Regions from separate parts of the Sus scrofa genome. Here all the other regions are linked to region 2. Evidence: chromatin contacts called from public HiChIP or PLAC-seq and promoter capture Hi-C data. All regions are on one chromosome and are shown on one strand. The core of a region is the stretch at or near the end of the contact, and the rest is flanking DNA. Distances in the headings are between cores, read along the strand shown.

The links. Promoter capture Hi-C pulls out the DNA fragments that hold promoters and counts their contacts. HiChIP or PLAC-seq counts read pairs in DNA pulled down with a chosen protein or histone mark.
Region 1: a promoter capture Hi-C map of liver shows a contact between it and region 2, with 7 times the contacts expected there. The contact joins the promoter of NFIA here to the enhancer-like site in region 2. A contact is called at or near these places in 3 of 5 promoter capture datasets (fetal liver, fetal skeletal muscle and liver), 5 of 47 Hi-C or Micro-C datasets (adipocytes, embryonic fibroblasts, heart right ventricle and 1 more) and 2 of 2 datasets of contacts at active chromatin or transcription factors (alveolar macrophages and skeletal muscle).
Region 3: a contact with region 2 is called in an H3K27ac HiChIP or PLAC-seq map of skeletal muscle. The contact joins two enhancer-like sites. A contact is called at or near these places in 2 of 2 datasets of contacts at active chromatin or transcription factors (alveolar macrophages and skeletal muscle).

Annotation. Positions count from the first base shown.
Region 1 is chr6:151,227,978-151,231,425 of Sscrofa11.1, reverse strand. It overlaps NFIA (nuclear factor 1 A-type), which reads left to right and starts at 1,653. Exons shown (of 11, transcript XM_021097780.1): 1 at 1,653-2,073. The coding sequence starts at 1,984.
Region 2 is chr6:150,982,511-150,986,379 of Sscrofa11.1, reverse strand. The region is part of intron 3 of NFIA (nuclear factor 1 A-type); the gene reads left to right. Among named protein-coding and RNA genes, the nearest start is that of NFIA, 250 kb to the left of the region's middle. Within about 2 kb of position 1,494, at least 29 of the 83 cell types and tissues checked have an H3K27ac peak or open chromatin away from gene starts, as enhancers often do. A contact at or near this core is called in alveolar macrophages, fetal liver, fetal skeletal muscle and 2 more, where this site is marked.
Region 3 is chr6:150,841,042-150,844,923 of Sscrofa11.1, reverse strand. All of the region lies in intron 10 of NFIA (nuclear factor 1 A-type), which reads left to right. Among named protein-coding and RNA genes, the nearest start is that of TM2D1, 230 kb to the right of the region's middle. Within about 2 kb of position 1,408, at least 20 of the 83 cell types and tissues checked have an H3K27ac peak or open chromatin away from gene starts, as enhancers often do. A contact at or near this core is called in skeletal muscle, where this site is marked.

The DNA of each region.
Region 1 (3,448 bases), core at 404-2,903, 240 kb before region 2:
GACAAAACAGACCTCCATTCTCACATTAGGTAGATATCCTATGTTACAGGTGTTATGCAACCATCTCAAGATCACACAGCCGGCCGAGCTCCAGCTGAACTAGGCCTAGAACTTTTTTGGTTACTTAAAAAATTTATTTTTCCTTTTTCCTTAAGCCACTACATTTCATCAAGTGTATTTCTAGGGCAAAAGTATCATACCATGCCAAGTGGAAATGTATGTTCAGTGGAGGAGGCCAGGATTAAAATGCCACAGAGTTTCTAGAGCCAGACAATATCCGAATCTATCGGAGGCAGACCAGAACAGCAAATGTTGCCTAACACCAAGGGCAGTCACAATATAGTACCTCCTAGTAATGCTGCATCAGTTACCTGGTTGTAAAGTGCAAGCCTAAAGCCAAAAATGTGGTTCAAAATAGAATAGGAGGATTCTCTAACTTCTGATTTAACTGCTCGAGGTTCTGTTATCAATTAATTAGGTAACTTCACCAAGGACAGTTAAGAAAATCAGGCAACCGCCAAGTTGCTTCCTATTCCTCTTGACTTCTTACTGGATAATTTTTATCAAGTGAGCTTAAGCACACATTTTCCAGTCACTCAGTTATTCAGCAAAATGTCCTAAGCTACTTAACTGATGCAAAGCAAACACATTAAAAAAAAAAAAAAGGCAATACCTGGTTGTGATGCTTTCCATTTAAAGGGATACTTCCCTTGCACCACCACTGCACCAATGCCTAGTCTGTTGCATAAAACAAACACATAAAAGGTTGACACTGAAATATCCTGATCACCTGATCTTAAAGAGTCTGGATTAATCATATAAGACGAATCAGTGAAATGAAGGATTTGATGTTTCAGCAACTGGGTTTTAACCCCCTACCTCCTTTAAATGTTGAAACAGGTCTCCTTTGGGGGGGATGGGAGGTGGAGAAGTGCATTAAATTTTGTGGAACCCAGGTTTTGTAAGGATATTGACCAATTAAACGCTTGCAATTACATTCGAATTTCACTGCATCTCCTGCTTTAAAGGAACAGCTTTATTCTTGAGGGAGCCCACCTAACCATTTTTATGTTCAGCCATCTGCAGAGAGTAGTGGCAATGCTTTTTCCTTTCTGAAGCTAGAGTAGAAGCTTTATTTCACTGCAAGTTCTCGGTGACATTTTGCACTCTCTTGATTTAATGATCCAAAGAGGATCTTTAACTCTTGGTCTACACCAGTGCAAATAAAGGTTAAATCTCTCACTAACCATCATGAACTAACCTAATAACTCACCAGAGGCTATGGAAAAAGAAACCGAGAAAGCAGGTGTGCAGACTTGATTAAAACGTGCAAAACCCGCACAACCGCAGGCAAAGGTATCATAGCCTCACATCTCCCTAGTACCGGCTGCGAGGTCCGCAAGCAGGGGAACTCCTACTGCGCCAAAAACACGGTCCTGTGAGCGGGGCCTAGTAACACAGGGGCTTTTCTTCCAAACGGTGTCCCGACCCGAGCTTGCGCTGAATGTCGGGGCTCCTATTGGCCACACGCCGTGGGGGAGGAGGAGACTGGCGGGGAGAGAGACGGGGGGAGGGAGCGGGGGCAAGGCCTTTCCCTGCCCCCTCCGGGCCCCCTCTGCAGGCAGCCCCGGCGCCCCGTGCGTGGTTACTATGCAAATTGCAGCGATTGCGGAAATAAACAAGCGGGTAGTGAGAGGAGAGAGGGACTGCGAACCGATTGCAACTTCGGCAAAGTCTCGTAGAATCCAAAGCACACAAGGCAAAACCAGAGAGAATCTGAGAACCAGCCAGCCCGGGTTGGATCGCTTTCAAAAGAGGAGAGACAGTGAGAGAGGCAGAGAGCGCGCATTGCAATTGCAGAAGCCTCCTGATTTGGAGAAAAAAAAAAAAAAAATCTCCAAGAAGCCTGCAATTGGCCAACAGCTTAAAAAAAAATCTCTTCCGGGTTTTCAACGGTTCCAAGTTTATTAAGATATCTTTTTAATGCAAAAAAAAAAAAAAAGGGGGACAACAAATGAAGCAATTCGTCTGAACATTTTAAAGTTTCTCACGTACTCTTTTTACATTGCAATGGTACGTGGTACATCTTAAACTTTCTATTTTGCGTTTATACGATATGCGTTTTATAAACAACAATAATGGTAGAATGGTTTTGTTAATGGCTAAGACTTAAAATTTTCTCTAGCTTGCATATGCACTGACGTGATTGCTGGGTAAATGTCTATTGTGATGGTTTTGTTTTAAAGATGTAGCTTTGTGGATGGCTTTTATTTATTTATTTTGCTATGTGCATTAGGGACTGGGTTTCCTTTTTTTTTTCTTCCTGAGATTTGAAAAAAATTGCTGAGCTTGACAGATTTTTTTTTCTCCTCCAAGTGCTTGCTCGGTTCCAGAAAGGGGAGGGGGGGGAATCCTGTACGTGCTCGGTTCTGTAAAAAGACGTCTGGCCTCAGCAGTCAACCTAACCCGAAAAGAAATGTCTGGACCGGAGAGTAATTGACGATTCGATCCTCTAATCAATGGGACAACCTGGGAGATTGACTAGAGCTTTATCCAATCATGAGGAAGCTTGGGTGTACACTGGCTCGCAGTAGCCAGAGGGGGCGGGGCAGACAAGATCTGAAGTTCTCTGCGGCTCTGAAGGGGATGGTGTGGTTCAAGCTGTCAAAGCTACAGGCTCTTCCGGATTTAGCAAGCATAATAGGAAAGAGTTTTCGAGTTTCAGAAAAGAAAACCTAATTGGTGTAGTTTTGTTTTGTTTGCGTAAATCGTATGCCTTCTTCCATTGCCTTTTGGGAAAAGTTTTTTATTTTTTTTAAATTCTTCTACAGAAATGTTTAACTTTGCATGAATTATTATTTGTAAGTTCAGGAATGTTGTTAAGGGTTGTGGAAGGTGAGATTCAGCTTTTAAAAGTATGTGGCTTAAAAACTATGGGACCGTAGTGAGCTTTCGGAAGTGATATATTGCATACTTAGCATTGCAAAACTTCTTACTCTGATTATCTTAAAAGCTTTGGCTTTTCAGGTACTTTGAAGGAATAGACAAGCCTCTCTTCTTGAACTCTAAACAACAGTTTTAAGGGAGAGAGAATGTTTCACAGGTGTACTGACAGCTGTTTTGTACATTTGAAAGGAAAAGGGGGAGAAAGAGGATGTTTTTCTTGATTTTCCTTGAATTTTGCTGCTTAGACATATGGTCAGTAGGGACCTGGATATTGAGACTGGCCAAGTTCACATTTCTTCTTGTTACCACAACAACCCCTGTGGAGGGTGTGTGTGGAAGATTGCTGACTTGCTAACTCTTAGCTGGAGTCTGGCCTCTTGGACAAGTCTTTGACACCAATCCAGTGGAAACCAACTGCAGTAGCTTGTCTTGGAGACAGTAACTGGCAGACTGTGACTAAAATATATCCATTTCTTCCTTCCCTCTGAGCAGTGTAGACAAC
Region 2 (3,869 bases), core at 245-2,744:
TTAACCCACTAAGCGAGGCCAGGGATCAAACCTGTGTCCTCATGGATGCTAGTCAGGTTCCTTAACAGCTGAGCCACGACAGAACTCCAAGTTACCAATAAGAATTTTTAGCAAACCAAATTCTTAAAAAAAAATAAGTGCACCATTTTAAATTTTCCCTTTCTCTAGATATTCCTATATAGTGTTTATTGAAAAATTGGATAAAACTTGGTCTGCTGAAAAAAATGACGCAGGGTCCATTTCTTGATGGAGTATCTATAAGTATCACCCCAAAAATATGAAACAAAAATGTGTATCCCCGTATCTAGAATAATGCTTGACACACACAGATGGTTAAATGTGCATTTATTGAATAGATCTGTATTTAAAAGTATTTTAGGTATTATAAATAATTGTATTTTTATAAATACTATGTATAACTATATTAATGAATATCAAATTCCTAAAATTTGCACTCAATTTTTTAAAGACAGTTTGGAGACTAAGTACTGTTTTGTCTCACTTTGGACAAACCTAAGAAATAGAGATTTGCTTTTATTGAGTTTTGTGTTACTTGCTTTAGAACATAATTTCATTTTCACTCAAAAATTCATTCCAATAAAATGACATCATCATTTTTATTTATGCATACAACTTTTATGTGGATACTGACATTATTTACTCTTCCATATGAAAAGAACAATCATTTCTACCTGTTTTATCTTTGAAAACTTTGCTGATTTGATATCTCAGATATAAAGAATGTATTTATTATTTATGACAATAGCTATCATCTTTTGAACACATTCTGTTTTCTAGGTTCTTGGCTAGGCATTTTAAGTGCATTCTCATTACTCTTAGCAACACATTTATGAGGTAGGTATAGCCATGAGTGCCATTTCACAGCTGAGTAAACTGGGGCTTAGGACATTTGGGATTCTCATTTCTATAATACTGTCCCTCCTACCTTGTGATATGTCAATAATACCTTGCAAATGTAATTTTTGAAGGACAAGATGAATGAACATGTTACTGTATTGATCCCTTTACAAAAGAAAAGACAAATACATTTCAGGTTCACCTTGGTTGGTATTCAGCCTAGAATGTTTTGCTTTTCTGATCACAAACAGCTAAAAACTATGAAACTGAGTATGTTTTGTAATTACTTATTTTAAGTTAGATATATAACTTATTTAAATGCACAAATAAGTCTGGAGAAGCTTGATAAGTGAGGCAGAAATAGCTCCTTTTGAGTGGACTTTCAAAGCAGTGGTAATAACTCGCTAAGAAGAATGGACCCTGGCAGGTTTGAATCCTTGGTTGCAAGCTGACAGTTGGAGGGAATGTTCTTAGCAACACTCACTTTAAGGGAAATTAGGTCAGGCTTCTGGAACATTTATCATGTATACCTGTCACCAGTCAGCCCCAGTCCTTAAAGTGAACTGAGATCACAGCAATGATCCCTCCTGCTCTGAGTTGCAAAGGACATTCTAAACCAATAGTTCTACAAATATGTGAGTTTGGCAGAAACTCCCATAAAACTGAAGCCAACGCCCATGTAGTTGCTGTGGGAATTGAATTCCTTAATACTCTGTTTATAGAATTTTGAAACGGCAAATGGATTCGGTCTGTTCTGAAAAACAATCTGTCCCATGGCTTGTTTGGAATAACATCTAGAGTTGCTATAGAAGGATGTAGGCAGACGACCCATGTCTGCTTTAGAAGTCAATTTCACCAGCCTCTGCTTGTCTCAGACTGCACAGCCAGGTGGGTTTTTGCCCAACTCAGGATATTATTTGCTAAAGGAAAGGCCACCTTCTACTTGAGCTAAAGAGATGCTCATTTGGTGCAGAAACTAGAGGAGTTAGCAAAATCCAGAACTAAAGGAGTTAGCAAAATCCAGAGCAGTGCAAGGGAAGATAGAGTGTATGGTAAAACCAAAACAACATAAATGAGTCATAACCCATGTCCTTTCAGTAATCATGTGGCATCATTCTGGTGGTTTCAGAGCCATGTCAGCAAGTATGGGGATCCCACACAGGAATTTGAGATTGTATCTGCATCTGTTTATGTGCATTTCAGCTCAATGAATATCAGTCATAAAGGGTCTTATGGATTGAAGTGACCATATTCACCACGCAGTCAAATCTCTCTCTCTACTAGGTTAAGTTACCATATCTTTTAAAGAAATTACTCATCTCTTTTTTTTCAGAAATTCTTGTTGTGTAAACAAACCTAAAGATATAACAAAAAAATCTGCTACTTTATATGTGAAAATGGTTGAAGAAAGAGGCGATATTATTAAATGTTTGTGTAGGAATCAACCTTTACGTCTCAGGAATATAATAAGGGGATAAGAATAAATAGTTCACTTCTGTGTTCCTTTGTCATACATCTAGAGGGTCCACTGCGTGCTAATCACTACAAATGGTGGAATTAAAAAGATGAGATGTAGTTCCCACTTTTATTGAACTCTCATGGTTATGTGTGTGTGTGTGTGTGTGTGCGCGTGCTCCTGTGTGTATCTCTGTGTCACAGATCCTTAAACAAAAAATAATGACACCCTGTGTGACATGCCCCAGTAGAGAGTCTTTTAAAATTTGGGAGAACTCAAAAACTTAAATTTTGTCTGTGAAAAGTAGCTTGTGAAACAAAGTTTTGTTTTAAACTATATTCTTAAGAAAGATGGGCCTGTTACATATAAAAGCCCAGAAGATTTGGGGGCTGAAAGGGAAGAGCGGGTTTGGAAGAAATCTACCAATGGTTTTTGCGGGAAGAATTAAAAAAAACAAAACAAAACAAAACAAAAAAAAAACCAGCCTTTCATTATCACACTCTATTAAGCCAGGACCAGGAAACAATTTCTAATCAGCACTCTGATCTGGGCAGAGATTGTGCAGCCTTTTGTACCAGGCCTCAGATCTGTGTTCTCCATTCACACATGCTCACTTCCAGCTGTTGTCATTGAAATCCCACATAATCTTTCAAGGTCAAAGGGCAGTCACCCATGGCTGCTGCAGTTAAAAGGTTATGCTGATTTCTGTTGTCAAATATTGGCCCTTTTCTCTTCCAATCACTCCCATTCTACTTTTTCTAACAAGAAAAATCCAGCCTAGAATTGTATTACATGACTTTAAAGTCTTAAAAGTGTTCCCCCATTGTGCTAACACGACATGGCCTGAACAGTCTAATTCCTTCTGTTATATTTCACAAAGAATTTTCTGCTACTTCTAAAATACTTTGTGTTTGTGCTAAGCCAGCAAACTTCAAAGTCTAGTGGCCTGCACGATTTGTGGCATGCCGTCGTATCTGCAGAAATGTATAATATAGATCCTATAATTTAATAAACCCTGTGAATTATGGCTTCAGTAACTGAGTAATTGCCGAGTAAGAATTGCACAAAGCAGGTGACTTTTAAAAAGATGACGCTCTTTGTGTGTTGTGGTTCTGAACCTTCACTGATTTGATGATGTGTTTGAAAAACTACATCTCCCTATTTGTAATTTTTTTTCTTTTTGTAGCCTTGGAAAAGTCATTGCAAGAGGTCTTTTAAAATACATTGCTTCGGCTCATCAGTGATTTTCTTTCCACGCTTGGCGAACTAAAATCAGTGTTGAGTGTCTTAAAATTAGCACATGGCCTTGGCCTTTTTTCCCTGTCATTGCATGGTTTAGCACTCAGGGAGTCTGTGTAAATGGTTTCACAGCCATGTGAATTAAACCTAAAAAGAAATAAGAGAATGATGGGCATTAAGGGTTTTTTGCTGTTTTACATCCATAAACCAGGGTAGCCCTCGGGTGATCCAGTTTCATGTCTGTTTCATTTAAGGTAACCTGTATCAGATATATTCAGGGAATACATTTCCTTATTTTTTTCTCTGGCATATGTAA
Region 3 (3,882 bases), core at 159-2,658, 140 kb after region 2:
AATGTAATCATTGTGGAAATATTCCCTTTGAACTGCCGTGTCCGCGGGGGTCTCCGGCTCCCAGAGCCGTGCTTCATTACAACCCCTCGCAAGCGGCTCCAGAAGGGCAGGTACACTGGTGGTGCCCGGCTTTGATGTCTTGAATGAATGAAAGAAAAGCACAATAAAAAAGAGCTGTTGATCAAGCATAAAATACTCTTTAAGCTGACAGAATAGCAGCGTTAACACACCCTAAGCTGCTTTTCGTTTTTCCCTTTTTTCCTCACATTTTCCTGTGCTTTGTGTACAGTGGGGGTTTGTATTTTATAAGAAGTCTCTGATCTATGTAGTATGCCATTCGCTAACAAAAACCAAAATAGGATTGTTGCTGTCCCACTTGGTTGCCTGACTACTCTCTCCCCCGCCCCCCCCCCAACCCCTGGTTCCCCTCTCCCCGCCTCACCCCCAACTTCCAAGGCGTGCAGTTCAGCCTTGCAAGGCAAGGGCCCAAATGCCTTTCATAAACTTGAGCCAGTTCCTTTTGTGCGGTTGGTTTCGCTGCTCTGATTTTAATACCGCAATTAAAGACAGATTTTTATTTTCTCAAGAACTTTCTCTTGCAACTGGGGAAATGGAACTGACACAGCTGCTACTTTTAACTAAGAAATTATATCATTAAATAAGAGAAAGTCTCCTTGGTGAGCGATGCCTTTCCAAGGGAACTGGTCCTCCGTAGGTCTCCTGTGGACCTTTAAAAAACGCCTGTATACACTGTATGTTTGGAGAACTATTTACCCCGGTTTTGGGTTTTCTATCCTTGTCCCTCTGCAGGCATTAGCTCAGTCAGTTCTCACAAAAGCTGATCAAGTTACCTCCAATTGCACAGAGTCTAAAACTCAGACCCAGAGGTGCTAACTTAACCTAAGCTCAATTAACTAGCACATAACAGTGTACTAGTTAAGTGATGGGATTCTGTTAACTCTTGACTCCAGAGCCCAAGCTCTTAGCGCACGCAATGCACACAGCCCTCCAGGAAGTCTGCAGAGCCAAGGTGAGTGGGCCAGAGTGCAGTTTTTAATTCAGAAGTCTTTGGTTTCACGAGGTAAAAGATTACTTGATACAAATGTAAAGGGAGATCCAAAAAAGAACTGTACTGAATGGTGAGGCAGACACCAGGGCAAGCTGGAATGCCATGAGAGAGTCTGACTTTGGAACAGGAGTCGGAATAATTGGATTGTGTGTGTACTCTCCAGGTTTGGAGGTGCTGCATGGCTTATTGGGTAAAAAGATTAGTGTTTTCCCGTCTTGAGGTTTGAACCAAAGAGAGGTCTTGGCCGGGAGCAGCACGGTCACTCTCCAGGGAGTGGTGGTTTGGACGACTCCTCTGTGCTCGTAGTAAGTAGGCAGCAGTCCACGTCACAAAACTATTGCACATGCTGCGGACGCAGTCGGCTGCCGTTGGCCCCGTCACAAGAGCTCTTCAGTCAGAACGGCCCGGGGTCGCCTGTGGAGCCCTGTGTCTCCCTGGGGAGAGCACCTGCCACTTGGGGAAACGTGGACATGAGGTGAGAGCATGGATGTGGCACAGCCACGCTAGAAGCCACCCATCTACAGGCCTTGTTGGGTAACTGACCTCAGGCTTCGGGAACCTTGGAGATGCCTCGTTTCTTTCTTGCATCCTTTATTCAACAGTATTTATCCAGCCACCAGGCAAGACACTGGCCTGGTGCCTTCTTGCCACATAGAAGAAGATAGTCCATTTTCTTGAGGGGAAAAGCAGGTAATTACAGTTCAGTAACCGTGACAGAGGTAAACCCAGGACTAAAGGCCTAGAGAAAAACCCCTTGGAAGAAGGGACTTAGTCTGAGAACGCAAGGACTAACAAGTGTTAGCAAAGCCAAGGAGAGGGGCACAGCTATGCCAAGGCCCAGCAGGGAGAAAGCATTTGACTTGGGGGCACCTGGAAGACGTTGAAGACAGCCCAAGTGTTGGGTACAAGCAGTGAAGAGATAAGGCCGAAAAGGTAAGCAGGGGCCAATCATGGCCCATTAACATTTTAATAGCTTCCTGTACAATAAACAAGTCTTGGTTTAGCGTTATTGAAAACAGGCTTTCTTTAATTAACAAAATCAGGCAAGAAAAGTGACTGCAGAGATCAAATCCCCATGGCTGGCAATACCATAACTGACACCTGGGGACGCCGTGTCACCTTTGTCAGAAGAAAGCGGCGTCAGACACTGCAGAATGGAGTTCCCGTCGTGGCTGAGTGGTAACGAACCCAATTAGTATACATGAGGACTCTCGGGTTCGATCCCTGGCCTCGCTCAGTAGGTTAAGGATCCCGCATTGCTGTGGCTGTGGCGTAGGCCAGCAACTGCAGCTCTGTTTCGACCCCTCCCCTGGAAACTTCCATATGCCATGGGTGTGGCCCTAAAAAGAAAAGAAAAGAAACTTCAGAACGGCCCTCACAGTAGCCCTCTGGGGGCCCAAGGACAGAGACCTGCTTCCTGGAAATCACACCACTGGTGTGGAAAAAGTGAGACTCGGTTCTGGGTCCCTCAGACACTGGATACGCAGCCTCACCAGCTGGCATATATTTTTAAAGATCCTACTGGGAGAAAAGCAGGGGTAGTTGGTACCTTGAAAGACAGAGAAGTCTACAATCCAGCATCTGCTTTCCGTAGGACAGCTCCTTAAGTGCAGGTGCCATATTTTTTGTACTTGTTCTGTCCCCAGAGCCTAGCATACAAAGCATACGGTAGGATGCTAATATTTTGCTGAAAAAATGAAGTACTCCAAAGCGGTGTCGCCTAACGTGGGAAACCAGGAGTGTGCCCAGAGGCCCTGTCCCTTTCCACTGTCTTGGAAGAGGGTGGGGAGGACGAGCAGGTTTCTCGCTGATTTGCCAAGGACGGCTCGACAGTGGGCTTGAGCTCATCCAAATAAGAGCAGGAAGCCAAATATGAGTAACTGGATTAGCGTGACCCAGCAGAGATAGCATCTCCTCAAGAGAGACGTCGAAACACTGACCCCAACTCCTGCAGTACTGGTTGGCAGCATCCTCTTTGGGGGCTGACTTGGGTAGGAAGGAGTGGGAGAGTCGGGGCAGAGGCCTCCCTGTGTTTGCATGTTTCTGTTTTCTGTGCGTGGATGTCCTTAAATAACCCACCTTGCCCGGAGAAGAAAGCAAAGTGTCACACCCAGTTCTGGATTCCACATTAACAACCTCCTTCCGCAGTGTTCAACTTTGCCCTTGAGGCCTTTTGTTTAACTTTTTAACTTGAAAAACAGATTCTGCTGCGTCACAGTCTGTTCCACCCTCCCCACCCCCACCCAGGACCCTCTCCTTTTTTTTTTTTTTTTTTTTTTTTCCATTTGGGTTAAAATAAAATACAGCTATCTCCAACAGACTTGTATTCCCTTTTGTTTCTAAAATACACATCCTACCCTCTTGGTGAACAGAGTGCATTAAAAGCCTTTTTGAAAGTTGTTATTCACGTTAGAATGTCTGGTGTTAACTTAGAAGTTGAGTCTTCATCAACTTTGGCTTACACACACTCAGGACCAAATTTTTGCGAAACAGCCTCTGTTTGCTAATGCCTCTCCCTGCAGCATAAGAAAGGAAAGAGACTGCCACTGTCAAAGGTTATCTCCTGCCACCTCAGGCTTCCTGCTTAGGAGGCAGCCGGATAGATATTGTTTATGGTTCATAAAACCTGACTACTGTGAGTATTCCAGAATCCTGGCAGAATGGGATTCGAACTTTCATGGAGCTGTAAATTAAGGAGCTGGAAGTGTGATAAAACTCCTTAGAGAATGGTGTGGGGGGTGGGGGGGGAGTGTGCTGCAATGGTTAAATGAAATTTTATAAGCACATTGAATGTGGAGCTGTTTTGCATTACA